3 separate regions of the Sus scrofa genome follow, and all the other regions are linked to region 2. A link is a contact called in public Hi-C and HiChIP or PLAC-seq data. All regions are on one chromosome and are shown on one strand. The core of a region is the stretch at or near the end of the contact, and the rest is flanking DNA. Distances in the headings are between cores, read along the strand shown.

What was found. A called contact is a pair of places that touch in the nucleus more often than the background predicts. HiChIP or PLAC-seq counts read pairs in DNA pulled down with a chosen protein or histone mark.
Region 1: a contact with region 2 is called in an H3K27ac HiChIP or PLAC-seq map of alveolar macrophages. The contact joins the enhancer-like site here to the promoter of LOC106509418 in region 2. A contact is called at or near these places in 1 of 5 promoter capture datasets (liver), 23 of 47 Hi-C or Micro-C datasets (alveolar macrophages, blood, brain and 13 more) and 2 of 2 datasets of contacts at active chromatin or transcription factors (alveolar macrophages and skeletal muscle).
Region 3: a Hi-C map of omental adipose tissue shows a contact between it and region 2, with 1.7 times the contacts expected there. The contact joins the enhancer-like site here to the promoter of LOC106509418 in region 2. A contact is called at or near these places in 1 of 5 promoter capture datasets (liver), 22 of 47 Hi-C or Micro-C datasets (adipose tissue, alveolar macrophages, blood and 13 more) and 2 of 2 datasets of contacts at active chromatin or transcription factors (alveolar macrophages and skeletal muscle).

What each region holds. Positions count from the first base shown.
Region 1 is chr2:49,743,454-49,746,474 of Sscrofa11.1, forward strand. It overlaps SWAP70 (switch-associated protein 70), which reads right to left. Exons shown (of 12, transcript XM_003122981.6): 5 at 1,736-1,882. Among named protein-coding and RNA genes, the nearest start is that of SWAP70, 60 kb to the right of the region's middle. Within about 2 kb of position 1,733, at least 3 of the 83 cell types and tissues checked have an H3K27ac peak or open chromatin away from gene starts, as enhancers often do. A contact at or near this core is called in alveolar macrophages, where this site is marked.
Region 2 is chr2:49,856,085-49,859,125 of Sscrofa11.1, forward strand. LOC106509418 (40S ribosomal protein S4, X isoform-like) reads right to left here and starts at 1,328. Exons shown (of 3, transcript XM_021083337.1): 1 at 1,195-1,328. It overlaps LOC106509420 (a long non-coding RNA gene), which reads left to right. Exons shown (of 3, transcript XR_001306964.2): 1 at 1-331; 2 at 796-881; 3 at 1,219-2,465.
Region 3 is chr2:49,944,119-49,947,269 of Sscrofa11.1, forward strand. No RefSeq gene overlaps it. Among named protein-coding and RNA genes, the nearest start is that of WEE1, 51 kb to the left of the region's middle. Within about 2 kb of position 1,398, at least 16 of the 83 cell types and tissues checked have an H3K27ac peak or open chromatin away from gene starts, as enhancers often do. A contact at or near this core is called in adipose tissue, mesenteric adipose tissue and omental adipose tissue, where this site is marked.

The DNA.
Region 1 (3,021 bases), core at 483-2,982, 110 kb before region 2:
GAGTTCCCATAGTGGCTCAGCAGTTAATGAACCCTACTAGTATCCATGAGGACGTGGGTTGGATCTCTGGCTTTGCTCAGTGGATTAAGCATCTGGCGATGCCATGAGCTGTAGTGTAGGTTGCACATGTGGCTCAGATCCCCAAGTTGCTGTGGTTGCGGTGTAGGCCAGCAGCTGTAGCTCTGATTCGACTCCCTAGCCTGGGAACTTCCATATGCTTCAAGTGTGGTGCTAAAAAGACCACACTTAGATTAATTTCAGTCTTGATTATTTACACAAGAAGCACCTAGAAAGGAGTTATTACTGATTTACTACTGCTGCCCCCAGGACATTATTTACAATAAAAATGTCCCCTGGTTAGTATATTACATCTAGACTGGGAGAATCAGCAACACCTGATGGGCCAGGCTTTGGGCCTTCCTGAGTGCAACAACCTTCGTACCTGAGCACACCTCTTACAAGAACCCTGGAGGATACACCCATGTACCTGTCACAGTAGGTACTGACTCCCATGAGAAATGAGGCTTCTAACCCAGGGTGATTCCCACACCTTCCAGATGCGTCTCTCCTATCCTTGCACCAGGGATGCTGTGGCAGACCAGCTCTGGCTCCCATGCCATATCCTTATAAGCAGACTGGTACGGCTTATGGTAATCTTGTATGAGTCTCCATGTTTAGCTGAATCTAAGACCCCTGACTGGGCACTGCACACCCTATGACATTAATACAGAACCATTTCATCCACCAAAACATCTTATCATTTATGAATGGGATCTTAGGTATTTCAAATGTTTTTCAACAAATACAGATGTGGTCATAGATCAGACATAAATTAAAAACTCGGAGTTCCCTTGTGCAGGAGGTTAAGGATCCAGTGTTGTCACTGCAGCAGCTTGGGTTGCTGCTATGGGCGAGGGTTCAATCCCTGGCCCAGGAACTTCCATAAGCCATGGCAAGGCCAAATAAATAAATAAAAATAAAAATTCTAAACTTTATGTTCTTGAGGACTTCACTTCTTTACAGAATTAGCCCCTGTGAATAAAGTATCCTAAAGTCACTCTAACCATTCGAAGGCAACGCTCACATCTTCTTTTGTTCTATTTATTACGCTCAAAAATGGTCCAGATTTTCTGGCATATTCATGATTTCAAATACTGTCTTACTAAAATTTTTCTTTCTTTCTTTCTTTCTTTTTTTTTGCTTTTTTAGGGCCACACCTGTGGCATATGGAGGTTCCCAGGCTAGGGGTCTAATCAGGGGTCACATCTGCAACAACACAGGAACCAAGCCACGTCTGCGACCTACACCACAGCTCAAGGCAACACCAGATCCTTAATCCACTGAGTGAGGCCAGGGATCGAACCTGAAACCTCATGGTTCTTAGTCAGATTCGTTTCTGCTGCACCAAAATGGGAAATCCTGAAATTTTTTTCTTTACTTCCTTTTTTATGACTCCATTTATTCAATAAATGATTCCTTAAATGTACAAATAAATGAGATTAATCACTATACCTTGTCCTCAAGTATAAGACAAAAAAATAAATTCACATTAGAAAAAAAGTTTTTGTCAGGTATCTTTAAGTTTTGGTTCAGAAATTATAGCAACCGTAAGCATATATTATTTTGGAAATGCAAATTTTAAGATTACTTTTAAGGCTCTAGCGTCTAGAAGATGGAAGATAAACTACTTGAACAGCAGGGGGCAGCACTGGACAGAGGTTAACAGTTGACTCACCTCCACACAGCAGTTCTCATCCAAGAGAATGTCTCCCTTCTTATCTTTCAGATCCTCACTCACATAGTAAGAAATTATGTTGGGTTTTAGTACAAACCAGCGTTCGGTCCAGTTTTTCCGTCTATGGCCTTTTTTCATCATGTAACCCTATGAAAGATTAAATCTGATATGAATGCCTGTCCTTTTATTTATAAGAGCTAATACCTCTTCCTTGATATTCTTGCCTACTCCATGATCTGATGTAGGGTCACCAATACATGAATATCAATGGTTCTTACCCTTTGCGGATCATAAACCCTTTGAGGAGCTATGAAGGCAGGGCACTGCACTCAAATTCACGCAAGCACATGCAGAGGCAAACTACTGCATTTGGAGTGGATAAGCAATGAGGTCCTGCTGTATAGCACAGGGAAATGTATCTAGTCACTTGTGATGGAGCATGATGGAGGATAATGTGAGAAAAAGAATGTGTGTGTGTGTATACACATACACACATATATATGACTCAGTCACTTTATTGTATAGCTGAAATTGGCAGGACATTGTAAATCAACTTATAATGAAAAAATAAAAATCTTTAAAGAAAAAAAAAAGTTTACAGGAGTTCCCGTCGTGGCTTAGCAGAAATGAATCCGACCAGGAACCATGAGGTTTCGGGTTCGATTCCTGGCCTTGCTCAGTGGGTAAAGGATGCGGCATTGCTGTGAGCTGTGGTATAGGTCATAGACTCAGCTAGATCCTGCATTGCTGTGGCTCTGGCGTAGGCTGGCAGCAACAGCTCCGATTAGACCCCTAGCCTGGAAACCTCCATATGCTTCAGGTGCAGCCCTAAAAAGACAAAAAGACAAAAAAAAAAAAAAAAAAAAGAAAAAGAAAAAAGAAAAAAAAAGTTTACAGAGACATTTCGACACTCTGAGATAGCCACTCCCCACTTCCCCACCAAAAGCTATACAAAGATAATAAGAGACTCAGGACTCCGAACATTAATAGCACTGTGAGGGTTTTTTAATTCCTTATCATTTAGGGATACCTACTGGAATATTTTTAGATAAAATAAAATGCCTGGGATTTGTTCCAAGATAATAACAGGAGGCAAAAGTAGGTGGGGAGGATTAACTGGGTGTGGCAAAAAACCTCCAAAAAAAAAAAAAAATGCAACTTTACTATATAAAGGTATTTTTTTCCCAAAAGTAAAGGGTATCTTTCTGATTTTATAAAAATAATATATAGGAGTTCCCGTTGTGACTCAGCAGAAACGAATTGACTAGCAACCATGAGGATGCAGG
Region 2 (3,041 bases), core at 78-2,577:
GTGTTGCCATAATCACGGCAATGCAAAATGTGTGCACATTAAGTGAGCCGACATTTAAAGCAAAACAAATTATTATTAGGCCTATTAGTGGGATTATGGGTGGTTTTGCGATCTTTTTTTTTTTTTTTTTTCCTTCACAATTAAAAAAAAACAAATCTTGTATACTTTTTTCCTTAAAAGGAACACGTGTTAACTCCCTGGGCACATTGCCTGAGGAAAATCCCAGCACAGTGAGGTCAGCACCCAAGTTCCCCCAGACACTCCTTTGCAAAGGCAGAGGGGTCCCAGGCCTGCCTGTGCAGAGGGCTGCCCCAGAGGCTGAAACCCAGTGGTAAGTGATGCATAGAGCGTTTGCATGACTAACTGGGGGAAAAAACCCACCAGAGAGATATTTCTATTTAAGCGAAGAGAAATGCAGAAGTAAATCTGCTTGAACCTAACTTGGCCTTAAAATGAAACCAACTGTGCCCCAAAGGGTTTTTTTTTGGGGGGTGGGGGGTAAGGGGCTTGTCTTAAGGAGAGTCAAGTCCAGGCTCTAATGACCAACTCTTCCATGGGGGAGTCCAGATTCATGGGTCTCTGGCCTCCTGTTAGTATCAGGACTTCTCAATCTAGAAACCCACCTGAATGTTAACTTTAGACCAGTTTTTCTTAATCAAACTAAGATTCCAAACAACGGGAATCATAAAAGCTAAGGAACTTACCACCAGAAAAAAAGGCACATCAGCCCCCCAAGTGGAAACAATTTCAAGGTTTTCATGGACCCCTAAGTCCTACTTGGCCCTGAACCCCTAGATTAAGAACCCCTGCTGGACCTGAATAAATACAATGCCTTACATACCAGATGGACAACGTGGATGCTGTTTTTCATCTGCTGACAGGTTTGTGATAAATAAATACAAACTAATTTAAAAGAAATACTAATTCAAAGACTTGTTGCTCTGTATATTCTCTAGAGAGGCGGCAAATGTCCTGCCGGTCCAGGAGCACGTGAAAAGGGGTCTTATGTCCCAGGGGTCCCCTATAACTGCAGCAAGGCTGTCCCCCAAGTGGCTACAAGGGAGTGGACCCTGCTGCCTCTCCCTCCGCCCCAGGGCCCATGCACTGGAGGGCGCAGGGCTCCGGACCGGGAAGCCCACCCCTGCTTTTCGGGGGGTTTTCTCACGGAAATGTTGCAACCGCTGCTTGGCTCACCTGTATTTACGTTTTATTCTCCAGTTATCGCCGGGTTTTCCGGACGTGGACTGTCAGCCCGTGACTAAAGAATAACCGGGGCGGGCCCGAGGGCGCGGCGAAGCCCTTGAGGTCTCTCAGGGTGAGCGCCCCTGGGTGGAGTTCCGAGGGGCCCGGGCGTAGGCGGCCGTCACCGCCGCGGCGAGCCGCGGAATGTCCTGCCTGTGAGCTCCCTCGCCTGGACGCGATGGAAGCCTGGCGGGGACCGGGGACCGCGCCGTCTTCCTGCCCGGGGGCGGGTGGGCGTAGTACCCGGCGCCGCGATGGCGGTGGCGCTGTCGGGTCGCGCTCTCAACCCGCCCCGGGCTCCGGCGGGGTGGCGCCAGGCTGGAGGCCGTGGGATTCCCGGACACCCTCCCCTTCCACAGTGGCTGGAGGATTGAAGCCGAGACAGTGGCGAGAGGGGCGCACAGCCCAGCCCATTCCCCATCCCTGACGACTCCAGGACGATCCCCTTCCCGGCTCCTTATTCATTCCCTGAGATGCTCAAAGACCTGATTTCCACTTTAACATCCAAATTTGGTGGGTTCTAGGAGGCCTGGGCTGGCTCAGTCCAGGGGCTGTTGACTCATATAACAACAGTATCTGGCACACAGTAGGTATGTGTGCATCTGTTGAATAAATAAAATATTTGAACTGTGTCTGCTTCAACAATACTTCAATAGTGAGCTTGTTAGGAGTGGGTACAGTCACTGATGTGCTGAGAAGGATGGGGGGACGGTCGGGGAAGTGGGGGATGGGGGGAATACGTGGGCCCAGCGAGCAGCTTCTGAGTGAGCTGGAAAGTCAGCGCCCAGAAACGACCAGGGCACAGTGCCTGGGTGCCGCCGAATTCCTCGCAGGAGGCCAGAACCACGAGTCATGGGCCATGGGTCACGTAATTGGAAAGAGAGACGCTAAAGGGAGAACCCGAAGGAGACTGTCTCCACGTGACAGCTACATAAAGGCTCAGCTCTACTGGGTACTAGAGACATGCGATCCCGGAAGCTGGAAGCCTCAGGAGACCTGGACAGAAGGAAGCCGGTCAAAAGGGTCCGAAATCCTCCTGCAAAGACAGAGCAACACATCCATTCCAGCTCTCTCCCTCGAATCCGGCCTAGTGTTAGGTAGCGAGCGCCCCTCCGCCCTGCCGCAAGCTTTCCTGGTCCTGTGAGACCACTGGCAGCCTGCAGGGGGCGAAATGTCTCTTTGTACTATTAGGGCTACGGCTGAAACCAGAGCCAAAAATAGAAGCTGAGGTCAACTGAAAGGAATGAAGCTGAATAAATATACGTATGCCCCTAAAATCCTGATGGGACACACAGTAAAGTAGTATTTCCAAACACAGGTTTAAGGTAGGATTACTTAGTAAGGAATGCTTGGATAAATGAATGAAAATTTGGAGGGAAAAATGTAAATTCCACTTATACATCAAAATAAACTCCATGTGGATTAAAATTCTACATATTTTAAAGAACAGTCATAGAAACACTATATTAATAAGTATAAGAGAGATTTATGGCTAAATGTCAACATTCGCAAAGCTTTGAAACAATAGAAGACACTGCAGAGGAAGACTAACATTCAAAAATGTAAAAACTGGACAAGATTTTAAGAAGGAAAATGCACCAAATAACAAGCAGAAAATACTTCAAACATATAAAAGCTTGTTTGAATACATAAAAACAAGCAAGAGGAGTTCCCTCAAGGCGCAGTGGGTTAAGAATCCAACTGCAGCAGCTTGGGTCTTTGTAGAGGTGTGGGTTCCATCGTTGGCCTGTGTGCTGTGGGTTAAAGGATCCCGGGCGTTGCCATGGTTGCTGCGTAAG
Region 3 (3,151 bases), core at 148-2,647, 88 kb after region 2:
TATTATTTCTCCCTGCCTCTTTGAAGCTCTATTTCAGAGCTATCTGAAAAATAGCCTGGCCATTTAAAAAACAAAACAAAAGCAAAGGATGTCCCAGTCATCAGTGTCTGCAGCCACTTCCAAGTGTGAACATGTGAGCCCTGAGGGGTCTCAGGAAGGAAACAAAGAATACCTGCCCTCTAGCAGCCATCACACTGAAGCCACTCCTAACACTTTCCCTGAGGAAACCCTGGCCCCAGATAACTGTCAAAAGAATGATTTCAGGGACCCCAGACCTTTGCATCTTCCCAGGGAAAAGTGCTTAATTCCTTGAGATATCTGGTTTTCTGTTAATAGTAGTAAGTTTTTCTTCCTACTGCCTGCCCTTGGTTGCAAAAACTCCACATAACCTAACTCCTTCCTTACCTCCTCTGAGCAGGTTTCTCAGGGTTGCTTGACATGCTTGCTGCCTTCCAGGCTTAAGTCCTCATTTTGCCCCAATTAAAACAACTCTCCACTTTTAGGTTGTACTTTAGTTTTGTTTGAAGTCGACATCCAGACTCTCTCAGAAAGAGGGAAAGGGCTCTCCATCCAGCAGCCCTCACAGTCAGGCAGAGGAGCTCTGGATCACCCTCCCACCATACACTGCAGCCTGCAGTGTCTCTGACCCCTCACCCCTGCTTCTGCATGGGAGACTGGCTCAGGGGCTCACACTCAGTGGGTGCGGAGCTGCTTTTGCCACACACTTCCAAGCAGGGGTTTGCTTGGATCATTTATATATTTTGTATGCATTAGAAAATCACCATTAGGAAGTTCCCATTGTGGCTCAGTGGTAACCAGCCCAACTAGTGTCCAGGAGTATGCAGTTCCATCCCTGGACTGGCGCAGCGGATTAAAGGATCCAGCATTGCCCTGAGCTGTGGTGTAGGTCACAGATGCCCCTCATATCCCAAGTTCCTGTGGCTGTGGCTCCCATTCAACCCCTAGCCAGGTAACTTCCATATGCTGCAGGCATGGCCCTAATAAAGGGAGGGAGGTGAAGAAAAACAAACAAACAAACAAACAAACAAGGAAAGAAAACTACCATTAGGTGTTGGTGGGAGGCGCTACTGAGCCTGAAGCCCAGCCTGCGGTGGCTAGGAGCACACCACACCCACTGACTGGCTCCCCTATCACCTGGAGCCACCTACCACCCCAGGGTCCTTGTTCCCTGGGATCCCCAACAGAGGGCTGTCCTTTCATATCTCCCCTTCAAGCCCAAAGGAGCAGAGGCGCCAGGCAGTGCTTTGGAATCTTCTGTGGCTGTTGGGGTACCCTCAGTGGCAATCGGTTAGCTTGGCCTTGGGCGCAGGGCTGGTCCCTGCCCTCGACCTGCGGCGCCAGGCGGCGCTGTTCACACGAGTTTGACTTGGACCAGGACCCAGTGTGGAGGCTGAAGCGGGATAGTGAGCGCAGCCCTGCCGCTTTCCTCCGAGCTCGGATTGCTCTCTCCCAGACAGTGCAGACCGAAGCTTGGCGGCAGGCGGATGGAGGACCGGTGCAACTTGCCGGGGACTCACGGAGCAGCACCTAATGTCCCCGTTGCAGCGGCCCGGCCTGCCGCCCCCGGCTTCTGTATGGGAATGACTCTCTCCTGCGCGGCGGTTCGCAGCCAGCCGGCTTGGCCTGGGAGGAGGCTCAATACCCAGGCCGACGTAGACAGGCTTCCGCGGATGCGGGTCTGCCTCGGCGCCCCCAGGATGCTGGAGAGGCTGGAGAGCTTGCAGGCAGCGGGTTCGGTGGCGGCATCATCAGCAACAGCAGCAGTCGCGGGCCGGCGGGCAAGAGGCTTCTTAGCTGGCTGCAAAAGCGCCCCACGGCTCCCCGACCTGCTGGCTGGCCTCCCCTCTTCCACACCACTCACCAACCCTCCCTGGCCCGTGTCCCCTCCACAACCCATCTCCTAACTGCCCGCGGACCACCTCTCTTGGGGAGGGGTGTGAGGGCAGGGAGTCGATTTGCAGGCGGCCGCAGAGGGCGCTGCCTGAGCCCGAGGCCGCCCACCCGCCTGGGAGCTCGTGATGGCGGGAGAGGGGCGAAAGGAGACGATGGAGGGGCAGCCTAGCCCTCACAGGCGTTATGCCCTTATGCTGCAGCGACTGCATTGTGTGAAACCCGCAGCAGATGTGGCCTCGGTTTGTTGGCTTCATCAGCCTCAGAGGCTCATCAAATAGCTCATGGTGGAGTCCACTACGGTATAGGTGCCCACGGACCTGGTGGACTCCAAGGGAATGGGCCAGCATTCCTTCTTCCTTTCCAAGCCCAGCTCCTTCCCCATAGTCATGGAGGCCACCACGATTACCTTTCCACCACGCCCCTCTGTCACCTCCTCCTTTGGTGGTGCCACTTCTTCCAGGATGAGCAACTGGATTAGCCCCATGCGACCACCATCACAAAGGTGACCACTCGCTTCCCAGGACACTCCACCACAGCACTGAATGCTGCGGAGTCTGCCTACCCAGGGTCCTGTCAACTCAGCCCCTTTCTTCGTTAGCAGCACTCCAGACTCTGGAACCCCATTTCCCAGGCCATGCCCTCCTGGCCACTGCTGCAAATGCTACCTCTTCCTCCCTTCATGATTCTACTACTTCCTCATCCTGTCTCCCTTTCCAGATGCTGTCTCCTCCCGATCTTCCTCCTCCTCTACCACCATCATGCCAGCACTGGCCCCAAATTTCGAAAGTAAACACTGCGTCTGAACTCTAATTTACTACTGAGTATCCTTTTTGCCTTCTTGCTGTCATTTTCACTTGCCACCTGTCTCCTGGAATCCTTCAGCCCCCACCCACTGCAGATTTGGCACACAGAGTGGGAGCAGTAAAAGTGGCCACAGGGATGAAAAAACGGTGCCGGCCTGGCCTTTTTCCGTGTGTAACGTAGGGATGATGTCAAGTGGAGGGAGATTGTTGGTCAGGCTCCATGGGTCCCAAATGAGAACTAACTCCCTTCAAAGGGTCAAAGCCAGTGCAGTCTGTCCTCACTGCAGACCTGCTGGGTCGCTAAGGGATCTGTCTCCTGATAAGAGCTGGGGAGGAAGGGAGGGCCTTCCCAAAGGTACTGAGCAAATCCGCCTAGATTATACCACGAAGGGAACTTGTGTCCCCCTGGGGCTGGGCTGCCATGGGGGGTGTGT